2 separate regions of the Mus musculus genome follow, and region 2 is linked to region 1. A link is a contact called in public promoter capture Hi-C data. All regions are on one chromosome and are shown on one strand. Each heading gives the region's core, a stretch centred on a gene start, on an enhancer-like site or on the middle of the called end of the contact. The rest is flanking DNA. Distances are from core to core; before and after follow the strand shown. Region 1 has its middle 18 kb from the start of Prex1. Region 2 holds the start of Trp53rkb (transformation related protein 53 regulating kinase B).

What was found. Promoter capture Hi-C pulls out the DNA fragments that hold promoters and counts their contacts.
Region 2: a contact with region 1 is called in a promoter capture Hi-C map of macrophages, with 6 read pairs. The contact joins the promoter of Trp53rkb here to the enhancer-like site in region 1. A contact is called at or near these places in 2 of 39 promoter capture datasets (embryonic stem cells and macrophages), 1 of 15 datasets of contacts at CTCF or cohesin (large pre-B cells), 10 of 484 Hi-C or Micro-C datasets (the N1E-115 cell line, bone marrow-derived macrophages, brain and 6 more), 8 of 115 datasets of contacts at active chromatin or transcription factors (bone marrow-derived macrophages, craniofacial prominence, embryonic stem cells and 1 more) and 2 of 9 other capture datasets (adipose tissue and bone marrow-derived macrophages).

Annotation. Positions count from the first base shown.
Region 1 is chr2:166,729,599-166,734,869 of GRCm38.p6, reverse strand. No RefSeq gene overlaps it. Among named protein-coding and RNA genes, the nearest start is that of Prex1, 18 kb to the right of the region's middle. Within about 2 kb of position 1,714, at least 25 of the 459 cell types and tissues checked have an H3K27ac peak or open chromatin away from gene starts, as enhancers often do. A contact at or near this core is called in the N1E-115 cell line, bone marrow-derived macrophages and macrophages, where this site is marked.
Region 2 is chr2:166,790,500-166,795,186 of GRCm38.p6, reverse strand. Trp53rkb (transformation related protein 53 regulating kinase B) reads right to left here and starts at 1,420. Exons shown (of 2, transcript NM_023815.4): 1 at 1,119-1,420. The coding sequence starts at 1,374.

The sequences.
Region 1 (5,271 bases), core at 465-2,964:
GGTTCGTGTCTGAGGCCACAACCCTTGAGAGGCTGAAGCAGGACTGCCATGAGTTCAAGCCAAACAGAGTGCCCTTGAATGTCTTGAGATACAGAGGGAGACTGTCTTTAAATTTTAAAAAGGAAGAAAGGAAAATAAAACCAAGTGGCTAAGAGCACTGTGCCTTCCAGAGCAGCGGTTCTCAACCTGTGGGTCTCGACCCCTTTACCAGACCTCTATCTCCAAAAGTGTTTACATTACAATTCGTAACAGTAGCAAAATTGCAGTCATGAAGTAGCAACAAACATAATTCTATGGTTAGAGGTCGGCACAGCGTGAGGAACTGTGTTAAAGGGTCACAGCACTAGGAAGGCTGAGAGCCGCTGCTCTACAGGATTCAAGTTCAGTTCCCAGCACCAAACAGCAGCTCACTGCTGCCTGTAACTTCAGTTCTAGGAGATCAGACATTCTCTTCTGGACTCTACAGGCACTGAACACATTGCACACGCATGCACACACAAATAAAGTAAAAACAAAACCAAAAAACAGGAGGAGGAGGAGTGCTTGGTGTTAGAATAATAATGGTCACAATTTTCATCTCACACATAAACACATCCACATATATACACATACACACATATACACATACACTCATATACACATACATACATATAGATACATACATATACACACATGTACATATACACACATACACACATGCACAATATACATATATATAAACATATATGCACATAAACACATATATACACTCATATACTCATACATACACCCTTACATGTACATATACACACATATAAACACATACACACATACAAACACATATTCATATATACACACATACATATAGTCATATATTCATGCCCACATATATATACACATATACACACATATACATACACACATACATACATATATACACTCATACATATACACATATATACACACTCATATACATATATACACACACATACACACATATACACATAAACACACACATATACACATATACACACACACATACATACACATACACACATACTTGCATACACACATATACACACTCATACACATACACACATATACACACACATACATATACACACACATACATACACATACACACATACTTGCATACACACATATACACACTCATACACATACACACACATACATACATGCATACACACATACATACATGCATATACACACATATAAACACTCATACATATACACACATGCATACACATATACACATACATACATGCATACACACACATACACACATATACACACATACATATATACACATACACACATATAGACACTCATACATATACACACATACATACACACACATACACACATACATACATATAGATACACACACCACACATACATGCATACATACATACATACACACATTCACACATATAGATACACACACACACACACACACACACACACACAGAGTAAGGGAGAGAGAGGGCCCTCTCTTCCCTTTTGCTTGCTAGTTTTCTGCAGCTCTGGGGATCAATCCAGAGTGTGCTAGTCAAGCCAGTGCTCCACACCTAAGCTACAGCCCAGCCCTTTCCACCACTGGACAAAGCCGACTCCTTCATGAAGTCCTCCCAGATTTCTCTCTGAGACCTCTGCCAGGCTCATCCCCAGTCCTAGAAGACAAGACACTTTTCTTGGGTCCTTTACTGTCATACCACTGCTAGGTCCCTTGGGCTGATGAGGAACTGAGAAGTGACCTCACAGCCCCTGTGGGGCAGGAAGGTACCCACAGGGATTTTCAGAAAACCCTGCCCCCCTGAAAAAGGTCAGGCATTTTGTTTTTCGCACAGGACCATGGGGCCCCACCAGCAGTTATCGGACACAGTGAGGCAACCTTTGGCTCAAAGCACAGAAGTTTTGCAGGAGCCTGGAGTTTATCAGTGTGGACTGCAGAATGGCCCAGGGCAGGGAGAAGGGCAGGGCTGGACCCAGGTCCCAAACTGTGGGCACATGAAGACAGAAGCCACTTTGGGACCCTTACCCCCAGAAGAAGGAATCAGAAGGGACAAAATGCCGTCCCCCGCCCCACCTACCAACCACTGTAATTTTCCATTTATTTATTTGTGTGTTTATTTTTGAGGCAGTCTCACTATGCAGCCCGATACACCTGCCCCTATGCCTCCCTCTGCCTTCCCAGAGCTTGGATTAAGGGCATGTGCCACTACGCCCAGCTTTCTGGGATGGCAGGCACATGCCATCAGGTCCAGCCTTTCCTCTTTACAGCTTGCCTCTAGGTTGGAGAGGTCTCACCGAAAAGCCCAGCTGTCCACAGCATGAATACAACAAGGGCTCAATGGGGCTCCAGGTGCCCTTTGTAGTGTGCTCCTGGCAGGGCATGAGATTGGAGGGTGGCTGGAGGAGCATTCATGTGTGCCTTGGTTTTGCCTTGTCATGGACCCTTGGAGTCCTTTACTGTCATACTACTGCTAGGCCCCTTGGGCTGATGAGGAACTGAGAAGTGACCTCACAGCCCCTGTGAGGTCATCCCTCTCCTCCAGGGAAAGGAGGGATGGAATAGGAGGGGAGTTAAGTAACGTGCACATGAAACAACCCTAGCCAGACTTCGACTCCTACATCTACCTGGTCCTGAAGCCAGACGCTCACTGAGATGGGCCAATCTATGCCTCTCTCTGCTGGTCCTGGCTTGAGTTGCGTTTTTGGCATCTCATCGTTAGGATGTTAGACTATTACAGGCGCTCAGCAGAAAGACGCCTGCATATGGACTACCAAGGAGTCAAGGTTGACCTTGACTGTATCTTCCCAGAGGATGATGGGCCTTCTTAAGATCAGGCAGGCGTGGGAGGCAACCGTCCACTCATTTATCCAACACACACTTGTTAAGCACTCTGCTGGTTAGTATTCCATTCCTGTAATGGAGTAATAGAGACAGAGTGATTTATAAGCAACAGACGGTGCTGGTGTCTAGAGAGGACCTCCTTGCTGTGCCATCCCAGGGCAGGAGAGCAAGAGAGGGCTGTATGTGCCTTATGTCAGTGTTTGTGTGTGGGTTTATGTGGAGGCTTAAGGTTAACATTGTCTTCCATCTTATTTCCTTGTCTATCTGTGTGTGATGGTTTGTATATGCCTGGCCCAGGGAGTGGCACTATTAGGAGGTGTGGCCTTGCTGGAGTAGGTGTGGCCTTTTTGGAGTAGGTGCGTGTGGGACCCTACTGCTAGCTGCCTGGAAGTGAGTATTCTGCTAGCAGCTTTCAGATGAAGATGTAGACCTTTCAGTTCCTCCTACACCATGCCTGCCTGGATGCTGCTATGTTTCCATCTTGATAATAATGGAGTGAACCTCTGAACCTGTAAGCCAATCCCAATTAAATGTTGTCTTTATAAGAGTTGCCTTGGTCATGGTGTCTGTTCACAGCAGTAACACCCTAACTAAGACACTGTGTGTGTGTTTCTGTCACATGTGAGTAGAAACCAGAGAGGTCAGAAGAAGGCAATGGATCCCCTGGAGCTGGCATTGCAGGTGGGTGTGGCATTGCAGGTGGGTGTGGCATTGCAGGTGGGTGTGGCATTGCAGGTGGGTGTGGCATTGCAGGTGGGTGTGGCATTGCAGGTGGGTGTGGCCTGCCTGACTTGGATGCTGGGAACTAAGCTCAGGTCTTCTGCAAGATCAGCAAGTGCTCTGAACCTCACAGCCATCCCTCCAGGCTCTACCACCTTATGTTTTGAGACAGCATCTCTCCTTGAACTTGGGATTCACTGGTCCAGCCAGGTGAGCTGGTCAGAAAACTCTAGGGCCCCCCCCCCCATGTCTCCACTCACAAAACTCTAGGGTTATAAATGTACACGGCCACGCCTGGCTTTTCACATCGGTGTCAGGGATCCTGGGTCAGGACCTCAGACAGCATCCCTGAGCCATCTCTCCATCCCTCTTATTTTTTTATTTGTTGGTTTATTTGTATTTTGGAGACAAAGTAGCTTTGAACTCCTTACGCAGCTAAGGATGACCTTGGACGCCAGAGTCGCCTGCCTTCACTTCCTGGGTGTGCTGGGATTACAGGCCTGTGCTACCACAGGCCATTGAACTTTTATGACAAATCCAGCCTGTGGTCTAAGTCCCTCCCACAAGAACATCATCAGTGCCTGCATGAGCACAGGATCTTCTGGAACCGACCTCCTCTTACAGACGTTGTCAAGGCCCTAGGGATAAAGATTCCAGCACAAGGCGTTTGGGGGACACACACAAAGTCAGCAGGTCCCTTCAGCACAGAACAGGCCAGGTTCTGTGCTGGGGCTCAAATGTAGCAGTAGACAGAAACCCCTGCCGCATTTACTCAGCGGAGTAAATGCCCAGGAGACATCTGCTCCATTACCATGACAATCACCATCCCCATTTACACACGCAGGAACACAGGCCCCAGACATGAAGTCACACAGCCAGCCAGAGGCCAAGTGCTGATCTGACTTCTGATTTCACAATTTCCAAGTCAGCTGTGTCTGCCACATCAGGCTGGAGAGCGAAAACACGGCCACGTGGAAATGACCTCACGTTTCTCCTGCTGCTCCTCAAAGAGAAGCGAGCGAGGAGTTGACGGAAAGGAGTCAGCTTGGATTGTGTCTGCAGAGAACTCCAGCAGCACACACCAGGGCACTGTGTGGTCCACAGAGGGGAGAGCTGACTCACAGGTCGTAGCAGTTTCTGAGCTGGGCTTCAGGATCAGATTAATGAAGGACTTTCTGGAGGGAGGGGACCAGTGGCAGGCGTTGGAGGGAAGGAAATTGTGGATAGGAAAGCGTAACATGGCTGCTTGAGTCGCTGTATAGCCCCACATCCTCTGCCAGACACAAAATCTCCCTCTCCTTCTTTATTTATTGGATGCTGATGGCATAGGGAAGGAAGTCTGGTTAGCAAGACTTGACAGCTTTTGTAGTTGCAGCTGAAGTCATTAGCCCCGCACCAGCAGCACCCGGACCTCCCGGTTCACAGGCAGGAGATATATACACACACAAGGATGTAGTAAAAAAAACAAAAAAATGCTCGCAGCAAGAGCTGTGACTCATTCTCATTTCTGCTGGGACAAATGAAAAGGCCAGGAGTCAGGGATGGATTCATCACTCGCAGCAGTCTGCTTCAGAGAACTCAGCCCCCCTGTGGCTGTCCTTCTTCACTAGGTGGGGGGATTTGGAAAGCAAAGCCTTCTGTTGATGTCTGGGGGGGTGATTGGGGGGGGGAGAGTGGGTAGTCTCCACGGAGCATGG
Region 2 (4,687 bases), core at 171-2,670, 61 kb before region 1:
AGTATCAAGGCTTGCTCCTCCTTTCTCAAGCCACCTGAGGACTGGAATTCATTGCTGCTCCCTAAAAACAAACAAAACAAGAAGCCAGAAGGAAAGCATCCTGCAGTCTGAGCAGTTTCTACCTGACAGTCACCAGGCAAGTGGCTAAGCAGGGTGTCACCTTACAGGCTCATCTGTGTTCTGGAACAGGCAGGTTCAAATCCCTTATTAGGCGTGAAACCTCAAGGTTCCCTTAGCTACTCTATGCCTCGGTCTCCACAACTGTAAAGTGGTAACAAAACCTCCAGTTAACGCCAGGAGTCTCTCCTGAATGTCAACCAGGTTCAGAACAGTTTCCTAGAAACTGGGGTACCAAGGTAGCCCCCACCCCTGTCTGGTAAAACTTACAAAAGGTAAAGGAGAATATATGAACACTTCTTTATAATTCCATTGCCCCTCTAGGGCAGAAAAGCACAGGCCTGTTCACTGCTGCGTTTCCCAGTCTCCTGGCACCTATCAACCACTAAGGAGAAAAGAACAGAGGTGTAAAAGCAGAGGCCACAGTTCTGGGCCACCAAGTCAGGCGGCCTGGTGGCTGTGAAACTTCTGGCCCTTTCCCCGTTTGTGTCTCAGTTTCTCAAGAGGACAAAACTTTTCCGTGGGGCTAGCAAATGGGTGTTAAAAATAGATGGGAGTTGTGCTAATCAGATCTCTGAGTTATAGATCTGCCTGGTCTACATAGTGAGATTCACGAAAGCCACAGCTACAATGAGACCCCCGTCTGGAAAAAAACAAAACCAAACAAACAAAACACGATTTCATGAAGTCTGACATTTATTGGATGTCATGCCAACATACACGTTTGTATAGGCCACTCACAACATCCCCGAGATGCGAACTCGACTATGACTTCCGATTAGAACTCGGGAAATTTAGGCAAGGCAACTCACAGAAGGGTATAATCTGAATTCAGAAAGCTAGCTCCAGACGCGCGCCTGGCAGGACAGATGCTTAAAACTACCCAGGGCGTTGTTATTTGGTCCGGACCCCCGGAACTCGGAGCCCGGTCTCTCCCGTCCCACCGGTCTCCCGCAGCCCTGTCTGTCCCGTCTCCCGGAGCCCCGTCCGGCCCCCCTCACCCGCACGGCGGCAGCGGAGCAGCGCGCGCGCCTCCTGCACCGTCCGCCGACGGCCGAGCCGCGCCTCCAGCTCCGGGTGCCGGTAACTCTTCGGGAAGCGGTGCTTCACCACGGCCGCGCGGCCCTGGAAGCGGCCACGGAAAACGCGCGCCTCGGCGCCCTGCTGCACCAGCTCTAGGCCGCTCAGGAAGAGGCGGCTCCGCTCGCGCGCCGCGGCCAGCGCCTCGGCCTCCGCCTCCGAGGACACACCAGCCATGCCTCCGACTCCTTCCGACCCTGACCGCGCCGCTTCCGCTCGCTTCGGAAATCCTCCGGCCTCTTCCGCCATGAACACCGCTCCCACAACACACTTCACCCTGCTAGTGTGGTTCCGCCTCGCGACCTTTCCGCGCTCAGCGGAGCCTCTCGGACCTGTAGACTTGGCCCTTCCCTGTAGACTTGGTTCCTGTCTGTATCCGTGTGCGCTCGGCAACTTTTAGTCAACAGCTTCTCTCTCTCTCTCTCTCTAGCTCTCTCAGGAAACTCGTTGGCGATGCTGTTGGGGATACTCTGCTCCTTTCTACTAGCATAGAAAAATCCTTTACTTTTTAAAGACCGGATCTCACTGTGTATCTCAGGTTAGCTTTGAACTTGTGATCCTCACACATTAACCGATGGAAACGTACTATGTAATCCAAGAGGGAAGGACAGACAGACTAGGCAAAGCTTTCTACCTGGTGATGCCAACCGATGTCAGCAGCCCACACCATCCCTTTGAGTTCCGGTTTCCTATTCTTCAGAATGAGGCTGCCTGGTTCTTCTGGGGTTGGGGCTTATCAGAATTTAACAAGAGCCTGATTACAAGATGCCGGTGGACAGAGGCCCTCTTCGCATGACTTCTGTGTAGGATAAAGGGCCAAAGAAAAAACACCTTGACCTTAACTAGACCTCAAGCCTAAAACCAGGGCCAAGAACAGAAATGCATCAATCACTGAATTGGCCCCAGAAACCCACCAATTCCTGAGCTGTTCCAAGCTCAGGAGTTGAAATCCCAGCAATCCTCACCCTGGAAATCTTTACCGGGAAAGCTCCCGCCATTCCCAAGAAACTCCATATAAACCCTGTCTGCTGCTCAGTTCGCTGCTGCTTCCGGCTTGAGCAGAGGCAGCCACCCTCCCAATAAATCTCTTGTGTGAGGTTTGTTGTGCAGTGTAACTTTGTGGTATTCCTTGACTCCCGATAGCCAGGATACCTCTCAGAGTAGCTTTGCTGAGGAACAGCTGTAACTTGGACTGGGGAAAACTTCCCAGACAGCAGCCGCCACAGCAGAGCTGTAACACTTCTATAGGGGAAGCCTTTCCCTTTAGAGCTGCAACACTCACACTCTGCCCTTCTTATTCCTGGAACAGAAGAGAAGCCCTTGGATCCCGGGTTGCTATGGCACCAGCATCTTGGCTCTGTGGTCCCTGGGTTTCGTTCATATTCATGACAGGTTCCTTTTCATCATCAGACCCTTTGTGTGGCAGGATGTGTTCTCCAGCAAAACACACCCAGAACCCGTTCCGTTTACATCCCCCAGTGCTCAAGTCTGTAGCTTCATTATCATAATTGTTTGTGTCCACACAGCCGTCTCTATGGTAACCAAACCCATCTGAACCCTTGCCTTAGAAATCTACTGTGCAAAGGTGCTGACCAGAGCCAGGCTTGCTAAGTCAGGCTGAGTTTAGCTCTGTAAACCTGGTTCAAACCTTTCAGTGACTCTGTACTGTGCTAAGAATTCAGACCTAAAACTTCATCAGCCCATATGGCCCTGCAGGGACCTCCTGCAACTCTTATAGATCCTTCTCTCACCAAACTATCTCCTATTCTCTGCAGAGCTGGGACAGAATGTTTGAGTATTGGATTCAGTATAATGAGAGAGCTGGGCCAAGGTCCTAGTACAGTGATGAACAGGGTGGGCATTTTGTACTATTCACAACTGCGGCGGCGGCAGCATATGGCATACTAAAACCAGGAGAATTATGTGAGACACAGCTCCATGGAAGCCCATGGAACGCCATCTTAATTTATAACCCAATGCTTCTCAAGTTCTTCCTCTTTGCCAGCTCTCACCCCAACAGGCTTTACCTTCTCAGGAGCTGGCACTTGCTGTCTGCTGCCCAGCAGGGGGCGACTCTCCTGCATCATTAGGTGCTGTGCTGGCCATTGGTAGATTTTGTGGCCCTCTTTTTGTGGTGCCTATTTGTTATGCAGCAACTTTGTGACAGAAGCTGACTATTACAAACAAGTACAGAGAAAGACATGTACCTAAATATTTGTACACATACAAACAGAAATATATACACAAACACACAAACAAATGCAAATACACAAGCACAAATAAATACACAAACACATAAGTAAATGCAAATAGCACATAAAACAGTCATATATATATACACGTGACAGTCACGGTTACACAGAAAAAAAAACTTGTCTCAAACCCCCCCAAAACAAAAATTAAAATTAACAAACAACAACAAAAAACCCAACCAAAACCCTGTCTCAAAAAAGGAAAAAAAAATCACATAACATACATAAACAAGGCACACAAAATCATTTATGGATACATAAATACACACAAATACACACAAACACACATAAATACAAAATACAAATACACACAAACACACATAAATGTCAGAGAGAAGCTAAAAACTAGCAGGTGATCTTCTGAGATGGTTCTGCCATGGACTATCAAAGTTAATGACAGATCTGCTTTTCTAGGTAAGCCAAGAAGATTACACTTTAGGAAAGATTTCTGCTGTTAATATGCGTTTCCTGTTATTATTAAATTTATATAACAATCACTACACATTAGCTCACCCTTTTGAGCAGATCTCTGCAGAACAACAATGCACGGTCTTGTAGTGATGTTATATAGACACATAGATGACTTCTTAATTCTTAATGATGATCCTGAAAGAATTCCTAAAATTATATCAGTGATTATTAACATCTTTTACAATAGGACTGCTATTAAGTTCTCTCTGATAATCAAAACTTCAATGAGAACTCTACCAGTCTTGAGTTAATTGCTTCTGAGATAGCAAACACTCATCTACAACTCAGAGCACATTCTAAGAGGTTGTAAAACAATTAACCAAAGGTCATAAAAAGGAAACTAATGATTTACTATAGGTGCAAGGACAGAAGATAAAATATTGACTGGAGCCGGGCAATGGTGGCACACACCTTTAATCCCAGCACTTGGGAGACAGAGGCAGGCGGATTTCTGAGTTCGAGGTCAGCCTGGTCTACAGAGTGAGTTCCAGGACAGCCAGGGCTACACAAAGAAACTCTGTCTCAAAAAAAAAATATATATATATATATATTGACTGGGTTTATCCATATGTAACTTACTAATTCACAAAAAATAACCTGCAGAGCTAGTGACAGATGATGAATGTTAATGGTCATGCATGTAAAATTTCTCTGTTGTAAACTTCTTATTCAATTTATGATTTGAATTTATGTGCAAACTTGTGATGAACTTTTTACCATGTGATCATGTATTCTGAAAAATGGATAAATGCTGAGGACAAAGAGAG